2 separate regions of the Hordeum vulgare genome follow, and region 2 is linked to region 1. A link is a contact called in public Hi-C data. All regions are on one chromosome and are shown on one strand. The core of a region is the stretch at or near the end of the contact, and the rest is flanking DNA. Distances in the headings are between cores, read along the strand shown. Region 1 holds the start of LOC123449857 (54S ribosomal protein L19, mitochondrial-like). Region 2 has its middle 15 kb from the start of LOC123447389.

Region 1 (4,392 bases), core at 337-2,836:
CCTCCGACTCCTCCGTCGTGATGCGTCAGCCCACCGTTCATCGTTGGGGTCCTAGGTCGATGTTTCTTTAAGCTCGATGTTAAAGAGCGCGGCCTGCTTCTGCATACGCATGTCCTCGTGATAGGCGGCTCGCTTCGTGCTCCTCTCCTCCTTTGCGTGAACAATTCACGCTCGTCGAAGAAGTCCCGCGGGAACTATTGGCTCCGCACCGCCATTGCCTTCTCGTCCATCTCAGCGATGCTGAGGCAGTGCTCCTGCCTATGGTTCTGGCGACGGTCCTCTTCGGTGACAAGCCGTGGGGGAGGCGCTAGCCGTTGCGCCCACTCTAACATCATCACCTCGGGGAAGTTCATCTCCCCACGAGGCGCATCTCGCCGAAGCGGATCTCGACATAGAAGGTGCTGGAGGGGCGCGCGCGGACGCCGCGGTAGCCCGAGCTTCCCTGGCGGCGGCGAGGCGAGAAAGAAGAGCGACGGAGAGGGCGCGTGGCGAGGAAGAGCAGAAAGAAGGCGCGTAACGAGGCAAAACAGTGAAGGGGCGCTGAATTTATAGCGCGCGTCCGCACGCGGCAAAATTACTGCCCATCCCCCCCACCCCGGCTTTTTCCCGCGCACGCGCGCCCTTTTTTTTGCTCGACACTTTTTTCCGCACCCAGGGAACGTACATTTGATTTGGCGCGTCTGTTGAAGATGCTTATTTTTTTCAATGATTCATGCAAAAATATTCAGATTTTTGTGCAATTTTTTTTTTACTTTTAGGATTTAACTATTCATACGGGTTCATTTCAGCTCTAGTTGAGAATAGCTGCGTCCCTGAAAAAACCTGTATTTCGGAGCAGTTTTTTTTAAATGGGGTAGCAGAATTTTTTTATGCTCGGCGTAGACACTGCTCATGATCCGGATATACTCCAAGGTACGGTGCATGCGGTTCTACTTGACAGCTTAGGCAAGTTCTTAATAGCAGGAAACGACATAACGGCTCTTTGCTTTGGGTTGAATCTGGCTCAGTCCTTCTGATGCACAAGATTGATCATAAATTCTAATATATAGAAGGTTATTTCAAGAAAGTTGGCAACTTCTTTAAGGCAGCATCTGCAATATTTGAGGATTGTTATCACATAGCTCGAGAGTTTTTCTCAAGTTTGGTATGAGCACTGCCATTGAGAAGGAAATTCAGTAGAGCGTGAATTGGTTTGAATTGCTAGATTTGTATGAGCTGGTACTTTTTGTTGAGACCACATGCTTATAAGCGATGCTACTTTGATTACTGTCTAATAAGGAGTGTTGAAATCTTCAAAGATGGGTGTGGCTAGGTCTCACATGCCTGAGACTTAACCAAATCTCAATCAAGTGATAAAACATACATATTTTTTTTATAAACCTTTCATGAAAGACCGAAGGATTATAGCATCCATTGAAACATAACGAAGTCTCAGTCAATCAAAACTGTAAAAAGATAAAAGATAGAGAAAGTAATATCCACATCTCTTCGTTCGACTAGGCAAGGCCGGCCCACCCTGCTCTGCTGGGCTCGCTTCCCCTGTGTACATTCCCCAGCCCATCCCGGTCCTCCTTCCCCTTGTTGGGTCTGCATAATGTGACGACGGAAGGCCGATTTAGGGTTTTAGCCCAGCCGCAGCCATTCTCCAACCTCCGTCCGTGCTCTGCTCCCCGTGCGGAAGGCGGCTGGCCGGCGGCAGCTACGGCGGCGCGCGACCGGACGACGTACACGCAGGTCAGTTTTGCTCCGTCACAACGGGATCTGACCTCAGGTTCTCGTCCCGTGAAAAACTCTAGCCGAGCGCCCGCGGCTGCCAAGAACGCCGCCGTTTTGGTATCCCCTTCATGTCCATGGGGTCTGCGTAGATTTGCGTGTTTAGATCTAAAGGAACCCCGTACTGGAACTCCTGCCGCAGAGAGTGCTCCTTCTTGGCGGCAGACTCGAATTTGTCACTTAGATGCAACTATTTTGTACGTACTAGGCATAATTTTGCCTTATTTATGTTCAGAACGTGTCGTTTCAGTTCAAGAGTGATGATTGAAGGCGTGGAACATATGAACTCCGAATTTGTCACTTAGATGCATGCCTTTGTTGACCAAACACCGTCAATAACAGTCTCTTTGGTCATTTTGGGTTTAAAGAGCCAGAGCCTTCTCTTTTATCTCAATTTACTGGAAAATGCCCTGCAGATAGTTGTTGTTTAATGTGAATGTAAAAATCTTGATTATTTAGATACCATTGCACCACGAGGTTTGGCTGAAACATGGTTGAAGCATTACATTTCTAGGAAGAACTTTGTTCTGTACCTGCTTTGTTAAAGTTCGTACATTAACGGTTGTGGCGTAGTTTGAATTTCCCAAGTGGGAGATGTTGTGCTATGTTCCTATGGCTATGCTGAAGGGAATAGAAGTATTGTGTATTTAGCTTATCTTAGCCTTATGGTATGTCTGTTACATGGCGTTTTCAGTTCAGAGTAGTGATTGGAGGCAAGTAACTGATGAGGTCTGAATTTGTCACTTAGACATACAATTATGGTTATTAGCCTATCTTAGACTTATGGTATGTTTGGTAAGTGGTGTTTTAGTTCAGAATAATGTTTGGAGGCAAGTAACTAAGGAGTCTGCATTTTATGCCTTGCATACCATGCTTTTGCTGAAGGACCCTCTTTACCAAAACAGTCTCTTTGGGGACATTCTTGCAAGCAATTGCATGGTTGTTCATCCATTGTTGGTCACATAGCCAAAACAGTCTCTTTGGGGGCATTCTTGCAAGCAATTGCATGGTTGTTCATCCATTGTTGGTCACATAGTTTCTTTGTGGGAAATCGTACACCTTTTTCAAGTAAGTTTCTAAGAAGGCGGACTAAGAACAGTTGGAGTTTACTTCAGAAACCTTTTTGTTTTGACAAAAACATTTTGTTTCAGAAATCCTTGTTTGTTCTTCACTTAAATTACTCTTTTGAGTGGATCTTCATTTTGGTTACTTATTATGTCCCACTAGCTACTGATAATTTGTTATGAGTAGTTTCTTTGTAAACATGCCATATTGATTGATGCCAGTTTTTACCGCAGATCTGCTAAAGGAGCAACATGGCAACACTTAAAGATGTGGCAACACGGAAACCTATTCTAGCAACAATCCGCCTCCTGGTTCCTGCTGGAGCAGCCCGCCCGGCACCACCTGTCGGACCAGCTCTGGGTTTCTACAGGCTCAATCTGATGGCATTCTGCAAGGATTTCAACGCCAGGACGCAGAAGTACAAGGCAGAGACTCCGATGCAAGTCACGCTGACCGCCTACAAGGACAGCACCTTCGAGTTTGTGGTCAAGTCGCCATCGGTCTCATGGTTCCTCAAGAAAGCGGCGGGCATCGAGAGCGCGAGCAGCCGTCCGGGCCACAACATGGTGACGTCCCTCTCGCTCCGCCATGTCTATGAGATCGCAAAGCTGAAGCAGTCCGACCCGTTCTGCAAGCACATGTCCCTCGAGGCCCTGTGCAAGTCCATCATCGGCACGGCCAAGTCCATGGGCATTGAAATCGTGAAGGATCTCTGACCGGTCTGGCTGGACTAGCTCTCAGGCATATTTTTTTATCTTGTGTTCATCTACAGCCAGTCTAGTTTCGTCTGATTTGAAAGAAAGGTAGGGATGGGATTTATCTGTCGAAATCTGGCGGCGCCCGTCTTGGTGATCAGTTTGTATCATGTGACAGTTTTCTTCAGTGTAACCATTTGGTGGTGGTCGGGTAGTAAGTTTCTGCCTCCCTCTACTACTCCCCCTGTTCCAAAATAAATGTCATGGTTTTAGTTCAAATTTGAAGTATTTTGCACTGAACTTGTTGAAATGGCAACTTGAGCGCCTTCCATGTCAAGATGCTGGCATGCTAAGTGGGCGTTGTAACTGAACTTCATTTTAGGTATCGTGGGCATGAATGTGTTGTAGCTTTCAATAATGCTCTTCTCCACATACTGGTAGGACGTGCATGTGTTGTAGATTTCCACTCAGTAGTTTCATTGTTATTTGTTGCACCGGTTTTAGTTTAATTGAAGATATCTTGGGTCACATTACACTTTGGCCCTAAACAATCCTTTCTTAGGAAGGTTTTTTTTTCCTGTTTCTCCTCTGGACCATGAGCTGAATTTCCTTAACTGAATCTGGATTACTAAAGTAAAAAAGATCTGACTGAAGAAATGCAACACCGGAGGGGATCGGAATATACTTGTTCACTATAGCAAGCAATACAGGCAGGCTGGAGTCTGGACGACTAGGAATTATTGGGAGAGAATCTACTGGTGCTGAAGCAGCTACACTAGCTCCGATCAGCGTCGGCTTCAGCTTCAGAGAGACCGCGGCGAGGTTCAGCTCAGCTCGTGGCGGAAGCCATGGACGGGTG
Region 2 (4,243 bases), core at 1,420-3,919, 270 kb before region 1:
ATTACCTGAAACATCAGGGAGTTTTTTGAAAAATGCAAAAAACGGTTCGGCTGTGACTACAAGATGGACCGTGGGTTGATTACCTAAAACTGTGAGGGCTTTTGTGCAAAATGACGGAAAACGGTTCGTTTTCACTTACAATTAGACTACGGGTTAATTAGCTGAAACTGTGAGGGTTTTCTACATAATAACCAACGACGGACAACAGAAGCTGCGCGCTTTATTATTAGAGGAGATGTGCCAGGTGCATGATCAATAAAGTCATCGGTGCAACCAATTCAATTCTTTCATCCAACGCATAGATGACCTTTCAGCAGTCCAAAGCTTCACGCTCAGTCCTTGGACAAGTTCGTGGCCCGTGCTTGATACCCGGAATAAGAAAAACTTGCATAGGTGACCTGGCCCGTAACACACACAGCGTGTCGTCGGGACCTCCTATTAAAAGAGGCATCCTTTCGTAAGTCCTATAAAAGCAACTCTATCACACCTTGTATCCGACTGGCCCACAAAACACGTTTGCAGTTTGGGAGAAATCGTTTTTGCGGACTGGTTCAGACGGCTGCAGATGCAAACCCCCCAAACGAATCCGTATTAAAATATATTCGTCGAATATGCTTTTATACGGATCGACTTTCGCGGGCGCATCGATCCGAAAACAGAAAACGCTGAATTCTCGTATTTGACATAAGTTCTCACAAATAAGTTCAAATTCGAACAAACATAATACGGTTTTACGTACAAATAAAAGCCAAGTTCAGTACGACAAATGCAAAAGAGTGACTTGCGTCATCTTGGTCGATCTTCACTCCGCGCCATCGAGTCCATCGTGGAGTTCTTCGATCTTTGGCTTTTCCCACATTTTGATTACGATTGCTCATACGCTTCCGCTTCGATCTCCGCCAAATCGTCCTCACAACCATGATCATCCATGCCGCCCTCCGTTTTATTGTAGTCGAATGCGGCGAACGGGGCTTGATCAATGTCAACGGCGTTGGTGTCCAACAAGTTCACGAACTCAGAAGTTGGATTGTTTGAACCACCGCTATATTGAATGATTAAGAAGTGACGAGCTATCACGACAAATGGCGAAAACGAAATGAAATGGCCATGACCGAAGACGCATACCTTCCTACCATTTCGTCGAACACCTCGCTTGCGGGGGAACGACACCGTTGAACGGCATCGCCGGGGCATCTCTTTCCGGGATGGAGTGAGAGGATGAAGGAGGCGGCTTGTTTGTAGCCGGAATCTTCTTCCTCTTGATGCCCGCGACCTTGGTGACCCTCTCCGCCGCCGGCCGAGATCGCGCAACAACGTTAGCGCCCGGAGCGCGAGCCTTCGCGGCGGGGGCTGCCGGATTTCCGCCCTGCACGACAACGTTGCCCTGCCGCTTGCGGGCAGGCGCGGTGCTAGCTAGAGTCACGGCGGGGCCAACATGGCCGGCGACAAGATCCGCCTGAGGGGAAGGAGCGTGCGCGACCTCGACGGTGACGGGGGGCAGCAAGGAGGCGTCCATGGCGGCGAGGGACTGCCGCGGAGGATGCACCGGAGCGTGAGGTGGCGAGGCAACGGTGGCGGCGGGTGGATCGAGCGGGAAAGGCCACGCGGAAATGTCTCCCCTGCCAAATCTCGCTGCGGATAGGGGCTGAGCTCGGGTCGACCTCCCAACCCGTGAAACTAGAGGTTGGAGGAGAAGTTTTGACGCGCCCCGCAAAAATATCTACGGGCTGGGGCGATATACGGGGTCTGATCGGAAAATCCTGACCAAATTTGGAAGCGCGAACATTTTTTTAAGCTTGAGAACAAGTTTTGAAATGAAAAATATTTTTTTTGAATTCCTGAAACTTAATCAGCTGTTGTATTTAGAAGGAGAAATTATAAATGGAAATCTTTTTCAAATTAATCAGTTGTTGTATTTCTGAAACTTAATCAGCTGTTGTACATGGGCATTTGTAAAAAAAGTTCAAAATGGGAACATTTTTTCAAATTCTCGAACATTTTCCAAACTTCAGAACATTTTTTCAAATTCCGATACATTTTTTGCAAACTAAGAACATTATTTAAAACGTAAACAGAGGAAATTGGGAACATTTTTTTAAAATTCCGAAACATTTTTTAAAGCCCTGGAAATAATTATAGATTCCGGAACATTTTTTAATTTCCTAAAGATTTTTGAAATTCTGGAACATTTTTTCAAATTCTGGAACATTTTTCAAACTCCAAAATATTTTTTGAAAAATCCAGAACATTTTTTCAAATTCCGAAACAATTTTTTTAAATTGAGAACATTTTTGAAATTCCAGAACATTATTTAAAACATACACAGAAAAAATTGGGAACATTTTTTAAAATTCCAGAAAATTTTCACGATTCCGGATCATTTTTTTCAAATTTCGAAATATTTTTCAAATGCTGAACATTTTTGCAAATTCAAGAATAATTTGTCAGATCCCGAAACATTTTTTGAAAACCCAGAACATTTTTGAAACAGAAACAGAAAAGAAAAAAAAAGTTTAGGAAAAGTTTCGTAAAACCAAGACAAACTGGTTGGAACATTTTCCCAAACCGGAGGTATTGGCGTATAAACGGATCGGCCCATTCCCAAACGTGCCCGAAGCCCCGACAAGCGACGCAGAGAGCATCAAATAAGGATATCCGATAAGATTTTCCATCTCAAAAACTCCTCCTATTCGGGGTGCTACGCTACGGAAAGCGTGCTGGGACAAGGCCCTTTTAAGCACGGTACCCTGTTTATTTTATATCTTTTCCCATAATTTTTTATTTTATTTTACTTATGTTTCTTTATTTTCTTTATTATTTTGAAAAATAGGTATTTCCACAAATACAAAATTAGTTTTGAGGATAAAAAATAAATCTGTGATTTAAAAATGTTTACATATTTGACAAATATTCATGATACTGAATAAACATGTTCATGAATTCAAGATCTATGTTCAGGAGGTTTTCAAAAAATGTTGAAATTCAGAAAATGTCCACGAATTACAAAAACAAATCATCAATTAAAAATATATTCGCTGACCCAAAAAAATTTAATGTATTTGAAGATTCTACTTCATTTGACAGATGTTTGTCGTAACAAAAAGTTGTTTGTGCATTTGAAAACAAATTCCAAATTTCCACGAAATATTCACTGATTTAAAATACAGTTCCGTGGGGAAAAAGTGTCCCGAACAGACCCATAAACGCAGGAGACCCTTAAATTTTTTTTAAAGGGCGCGGTAAAAGTGCCCCTCTGATCCGTGAATACAAAATTTTCGTCCCCATCCCGTCGGTGCCTTGTATCTCGCAAAAGCGGATGGCAGGAGGGACATTTCAGTCCGTATTGGTTCCGTCCCCCATTTCATAGCGCCACCGTCCACCAGCCGCTAGCGATTCTGGCCATACCCCCCGCCGGAATCACGTCGCCGGACCGCTCCCGAGCCCGCTCAACCGCGCCGCCTTGCCGCCTCATCGAATCCACCGAGCCCGTCGCCCCCGGCCGCGTGTAGGACCGGATTGACCCCTGCCGAGCCACCGCCGGCTCCAGCCCACCTCTGCCTCGGATTCGCAAGTTTGCCGCCGCCCCCAGCCCGTCGCTGGCGAGTCCTTTCGTGCCCTTGTCTAGTTTGAATTAATGGTGAATCTGGCAAAGAATATCCTTTCATGCGACCTCGGGTGCACCATTTTTATAGATAGATTTGAGCCCTTGCAAGGAGTTTTTGCTCGAGGATTCGTGCTCGTGGGACAACTCGGACATAGAGTCGCTGCTCGAGAGACATCAGCGGCAAATGGTGGTGGTCGTGATCGCCGTGAAGGAGTACGAGGATAGAAACCGGAAGAGACGACGAGGATCGACCGTCGGGCGCTATTTTATCCCTCGCAACCGCCAATTTGGGAACGAGATGCTCATGCAAGACTACTTCGCGGACAGTCTAACATATCCGTCGCACCTCTTCTGAAGAAGGCATCGAATGCGCCAATCCCTCATCATAAATTTTGTGCAAACTTGCGAGGCAAATTCTTGTTTTTTACTCAAAGGAGAAACGCCGTTGGCTTGACAGGTTTTAGCGTATATCAAAAAATATCGGCAGCTATGCGAGTGATTGCATATGGGTGTGTTTGGTAGCATTTTCCAACCTAACATGGTTGTTCTTGTCTGATACATGCTGACTGTAACATGCTGAGTACATGCATTTCGTGTTGTTTAGTAGTGGTGTATGTGCTGAGATATATTCAACTGAGA

What was found. A called contact is a pair of places that touch in the nucleus more often than the background predicts.
Region 2: a contact with region 1 is called in a Hi-C map of leaf, with 5 times the contacts expected there. The contact joins the enhancer-like site here to the promoter of LOC123449857 in region 1. A contact is called at or near these places in 2 of 6 Hi-C or Micro-C datasets (both in leaf).

Annotation. Positions count from the first base shown.
Region 1 is chr4H:593,091,526-593,095,917 of MorexV3_pseudomolecules_assembly, reverse strand. LOC123449857 (54S ribosomal protein L19, mitochondrial-like) reads left to right here and starts at 1,586. Exons shown (of 2, transcript XM_045127209.1): 1 at 1,586-1,734; 2 at 3,072-3,951. The coding sequence starts at 3,090. The coding sequence ends at 3,554. It overlaps LOC123449856, which reads right to left. Exons shown (of 2, transcript XM_045127207.1): 2 at 4,205-4,392. The coding sequence ends at 4,363. It also overlaps the pseudogene LOC123450865.
Region 2 is chr4H:593,358,272-593,362,514 of MorexV3_pseudomolecules_assembly, reverse strand. No RefSeq gene overlaps it. Among protein-coding and RNA genes, the nearest start is that of LOC123447389, 15 kb to the left of the region's middle. Within about 2 kb of position 2,669, at least 1 of the 3 cell types and tissues checked has open chromatin away from gene starts, as enhancers often do. A contact at or near this core is called in leaf, where this site is marked.